Regions from separate parts of the Mus musculus genome. Here region 1 is linked to region 2. The links are chromatin contacts, called in public Hi-C maps. All regions are on one chromosome and are shown on one strand. The core of a region is the stretch at or near the end of the contact, and the rest is flanking DNA. Distances in the headings are between cores, read along the strand shown.

Region 1 (2,772 bases), core at 225-2,724, 460 kb before region 2:
CACAGGCCCTTCTTGCTCTGAGTCATACACCGGAAGGGTGGGTTGAATTGTCTGACGTTGCTGGGACCATCCTGCTCCAGTAACTGCTCCCACATGAGCCCATAACAGAATGCACCCTGGCCCTCAAGGTTGCCAGTGATTCTTCTGACACATGCTTGAAGCAGAAGCTCAGCTGCATCTGTGAGATTTTATTGAGACACCTTTGTTCATAATGCCACATAACTCCTGCTAAACTGCCGAATTGTGCTAGCAGAGACAAGAGACCAAGACAAACATGTGTGAAATAGTTATCCTCCACAAGCAGGGATGATCCAGAAGCCGGGGCTAATGATTATTTGGTGGATTGGCTGTGCCCAGAAACTGAGGAACAAGAAAACCTTAGCAATTGTCCCAGCTGATGGGACTCTATGACGAAAGTGGGGATTCATAGCATGTCTTGGTAGCTGCCACCACACACACACACGTGAGGGCAGTAAGAGCAAAGGCCAATGTAAAACATTTCACTCAGCTGGCTGTGTTTACATTCTATTTTCTTATCAAGATTAAGTACTGTCTCCCCAGCACCTCTGCTGACAGCTTTCTGGGAGTGTAAATAGTGTGAGATGTCCGCATTCTGTGTCCGTTTCAAGTTGAAAAGAGAGCAAAAATAAGAGTGTATTTTTAGAAGCTGGGAGACTGATTGGGCAGGTTGAGAGTAAAAGCAAATTCCAGCAATGAGCCCAAGAGGGTTTCTCTTAAATGCAAATATTCCGCCGGATCACAGAGAAGTTATGTGGATTTGAGATTAAACCGCAACAACAACGTTGGACCACTATCTCTTTGTATCCTCAAGCAAATTCAAGAGCAAGAGTGAAATTTTTCGATTTAAATAAATAAGTAGTGAAAGATGATCTTCCATCTGGTTGGAGTGAAGCCCTGCCTGGAGTTGAAGAGACAAACCAGACCCATGCCTCTCAAGGAAACAGCTTTGATGAGTATGGCAAGAATCCCTGATGCAAAATATGCATGACCTAAATGCTGGGACTGGGGGTGGTGGTGTGTGAGAGTAGTCATGTTTATGGTTTAGAGTAATTGGTAAAGGCCTTCCCAACCTCTTCTTCTTCTTCTTTACAAATCAAAACAAGTTAATTAAAACAAACAGAAACACCACATTTAATCCTTTCTATGTACAGATGGTATACTAAGTTACACAAAAATTCCAGTCTTTGAGGGAGCAAAGGTAGGTAAAGAGAACTCACCCCCTAGGAACCTGAAGCCAAATTGAGGAGACAGATGTGAGACCTATTACAGTACCACATGCTAGAGAGGAAACTCCATGGATGTCTGTGAGCACGATTGGGGCTTGGGATGTCCCCTCTGTCACAGCCAGCTAGCATCTGAGTAGATCCAGGAACCAAACAGACTAGGTCCACAAAGCTTTGGATTGATGCTGGCAGAGCAAACACAGAACACTGCCAGGACCTTTGCAGAAACCATCTGCTGTCTGCCTGCACCGCTGAGCACTCTACCTAAGATGGAGAGCCTTTCTTAGCACTTTCCTGAGAACCTTCAGATTTTCATGAGAAACTCTCAAGACCAATGGGAAGAACGTGGGTGGGAAGGCAGCAGTAAAAATAAGGTTAGTGTTCCTGGGAAGGCATCTGCAGCAGTGTTATCAAACATGAGCACTTAGCAAACCTTGTCTAGCTCTCACGTGTTAGACACTAGGCTTCCCAGACATCTTTCTGAGTTCTAGTCTTTCTGTCCGAGTTATGACAGCTCCTTCCATCCTGAAGCTGCAGCCTTCAAAACACTGGTTTCTTATTTCCTTCTGCATCCATGGAAGTCTTCATGCCTCTGTGAATCCCTTTATTTCTGTAACATATGTGTAGCTTTATTCTTTGACCAACTTCACATGTATTCATTTTCCACCTCAAAGTTGTAAATGAAAAAGGATGGTGTGTCTGGGGATGGCTTCATAGACTGTTAGGATTGTCTCATGCCAATATATTTAGGGAACCAAGTCGGAATCAGGTTACTTGGGGCAGAACTGTTCAGAGAATGTTCAAGTACATCCAAATGTCTATGAACTTAACTCTGAACAAGGTTAAGAGGGCACTGGAGTACTTAAAGCTGATGAAAAACTCACAAAGTCACATGCTAACATTTATCACTCATGATTCTGATAACACAACTCAACTACAGGCTATAGGTTGAGCTTGATTCAGGTTGATGTGACATTTGCTATATCCTAGGATGAAGGACCTACAGGAACCTGGGGAATGCACCACAGAACTAGTCAGGCTCTGCTACAATGATGGTGTGCAACAAAGAGAACAACTGGTCATTGCTATTGAGTTGCATGCACTGAACCTTTCTGAAATCATGACATAAGTTAGGCTTCATCATTGTTGCCCTGCACATTTCTCAGTTCACAATGAAAAAGCTTTGCTACCATGGCAACAATAAATAAAGAACCATGATATTTTGTGATCGTCACCACAGTAAGGCGTCCACACCCAGGAGATGGGATGGGTACTTTGCTAGGGTATAAAAGGAAAATATTTAAGTAATAAAATGTTGAAATCTGTATTTACATTTTAAAATGCACAAAAGAACCTTAGTCTTTTTACAGTTAATAGGGAGAATGGTGCAAGGTTACAGTGCATGTATATGCTAATTATATCGTCTAGGGAAATGAAGGAAGACTACAAACCCTGTATACATAGGGTCTGAATGTGAATTTTTTCCCACAAACACTCCCTTAATTGGAATTCCAGAGTATTAAGTCCT
Region 2 (2,783 bases), core at 179-2,678:
ATATCTGTATTGCTTGATCTGAAGCTTTGGTGAGGAGGGGGAATCTTAGAGACTCTTTTGTTGTCCAATCTGCTTTCTGTTGTCCAATTCCTGGGCTCAACACAGCTCCTTCCCCAGCCTCCAAAGTGGCTGTGACTACAGGCCTTGGCATCTGACCTGAAAATGTACTTCTGCCTCTATAAACACAGCTGGGCAATGGTGGTAGACACCTTTAATCCCAGCACTTGGGAGGCAGAGGCAGGTGGATCTGTGAGTTCAAGGCCAGCCTAGTCTACGGAGTGAGTTCCTGGCCAGACAAGGCTAAACAGAGAAACCCTGTCTCGAAAAGGAAAGAAAGAAAGAAAGAAAGAAAGAAAGAAAGAGAGAAAGCAAGCTAGCTAAATGAGTGATGGGTAGACTTGCTGCCAAGCCTAATTCCATGAGTTGAATCCCAAGGACCCACATGGTGGTGGCACATCTAAATTGTTCTCTGGCCTGTTACACACAGAAACACACACACCAAATAAATAAATGTATTTATTTCTTTAACTTAAAAGACTAAAAGAATGGCACCAGTCGTTTCTATTTTTTTAACACTTTTCAAATAACTACAGTAGCTGGATCCTGAATATTTCAACTAGCCTCCCACATTCAACTGATGGCTAATGGCTGAGCATCTGGGTCTATATTAATTAATGGGAAAGAGAAGCACGTCATCTTGAATTCTGTGGTTCTGACCCATGGCTGAAGGTTCAGAGACCGACATCCAGGTGCAAGCAAGGGATGTTCTGCACCCAGTGAGGATGCCAGCAGATATTTGCTCAAAGCTGCCAGAGCTCAAACAATTAGCAATTCCTCCGTCTGTCCATTTTATCATGAGCCAAGTTCTATTTTAAAAAGAAAAGATATGCAAAAGGGGGTTGTTAAAATGCTACATCTCAGACAGAGCGGTGGATAAACGAGCGATTCCGCTCCGGAAATCTCCCCTATGTGTTGTTTGTGCAACAGTGCATTCAACAACGGGCCCTGGGGATGCTCACAGGTTCTGGCACCTTGTCTGTGAGGAACACACACACACACTCACAAAGATAATGATGATGATTATAATGGTGATGACGACGGAGATGAGGGTTTATGTAGCAACGAAAGCACGGAGCCTGAACCCATGAGCGGCCAGGCACGTGCCGGATCTTCTCGGCCACGGCGCTGCCCAGAGGCTGCCCGGTAACTCGGGGCTGCGGGGAACCCTCACACGGAACAGCGGGTCGCGGGGGTCAGAGGCTGCTCTCTCCCCGGCCCGCCCGACTGACCTGTGACGCTAGCCCGAGTGACGCGCTGCACCACGGCCTTCATGGCGGCGGCTGTAGCGACTGGAATTTGCTGTGTGGTCAGACCTTGCGACTCCGCCGGTGGCTCCTCGACCGGCGCCCTCTACCGGCAACACCGGAAGAGCTCCGTGAGGACCCATTCCACAGAGCTGCGTCCCGCCCACGTCGGCCACACCTATCCAATTGGCCCCGCCCATGTCAATCACCCTCACCTGTCACCTATGCATAACCTAGTCCATTTGTGGTAGGCGCCGCCCTATCCACCCCTGAACTCCTTCTTAAGCACTATAGTCCCAAACTGCCAGCCTAGTCTCCACTATGTCCAGACACTCATTAATTTCTGCTCCAGTTTCTTTCTCTTTCAGTTTTACCCTTAAGTTTTTTTCCTGCTTTTCTCCCTCTTTTCCAATCCTCCGGTCACAGATTTTCCAAAATCTTCACTTGTTCTGTAGCCTCAGCAGCAATCCTGTTGCTAAAAACAAAAGGACCTGCTGCTAACATAGCCATTTAACTACATAACTATTGATTTACCTTAGACACAATAGTTAATAGGTCTATCAGTCTAGAATTCTAATTCCTTCCTAATACAAATCTAATACTTAGCCCTATCATAGGGTTGTTAGGAAATTTGGATGGGCTGTAAAGATGCTTAGATGGCTGCAAAGAACTGTATAGCTATTACTGTACTAAGTTTTCATCACTAAAAAATAACATCTTCATAGTCCAGTGGTAGTCCATGTGTTTATAATTAAACAAAGAAAAAGAAGAATGGGGGGGGGGGGAGATAGTCCCAGCTACTTGAGATGAAGCGGGAAAGTGTTTTAAGTCCATGAGTTCAAGACCACCAATGTGGGCAATGTAATGAGACTTTCCCTTAAAAACGAAATAGGAGTATCAGAAAAAGTTCACCCATTTCAGAGTGTCTTTGCTTTGAACGCCTCTTCCAGGATTAGCAGATTCAGAAAAGCATTTGTTAGAAAGCAATTTGATAGAACTGTTATTTGGCCCGAAATACTCTAAGGAATGGTGGTTGAACATCTGTGATCCAAGCATTCTGGAGGCTGCAGTATGAGGATCACGCTGAAGTTCAAGGCCAGCATGAAATACAGAGTGAGATGTTGCTTTCCCCCTCACCCCCCCAAAAAAACAAAAACAAAAACAAAAAAGGCCTAGAAATGTGTATTATTGTGGGGTATCCATCAGATAAGACTACTCAGACCGGGGTTAAGCCAGTAGAAAGTCTTTATTAGCCAACTGGCAACTACACTGGGTGTTCAGGATCTCATTAAAGCTCAGATTCTTTTAGAGTGAGCATTTAAGCAAAAAAAAAAAAAAAATTCCTCGGTTGACATACTTCAGTTAATAAGCACAGTTAGGCTAAAGCAATTACAGAAGTCAAAAGGCAAGCTTAGTGCATTTGATAGATTCGGTCTTCCTTTTCACTCTGGCAAGTGGTACTATCTACATACTGAGTTT

What was found. A called contact is a pair of places that touch in the nucleus more often than the background predicts.
Region 1: a Hi-C map of uterus shows a contact between it and region 2, with 4 times the contacts expected there. The contact joins the enhancer-like site here to the promoter of Dtd1 in region 2. A contact is called at or near these places in 1 of 484 Hi-C or Micro-C datasets (uterus) and 1 of 9 other capture datasets (macrophages).

What each region holds. Positions count from the first base shown.
Region 1 is chr2:145,055,118-145,057,889 of GRCm38.p6, reverse strand. No RefSeq gene overlaps it. Among named protein-coding and RNA genes, the nearest start is that of Slc24a3, 110 kb to the left of the region's middle. Within about 2 kb of position 1,474, at least 6 of the 459 cell types and tissues checked have an H3K27ac peak or open chromatin away from gene starts, as enhancers often do. A contact at or near this core is called in uterus, where this site is marked.
Region 2 is chr2:144,598,598-144,601,380 of GRCm38.p6, reverse strand. It overlaps Dtd1 (D-tyrosyl-tRNA deacylase 1), which reads right to left and starts at 1,428. Exons shown (of 6, transcript NM_025314.3): 1 at 1,290-1,428. The coding sequence starts at 1,332.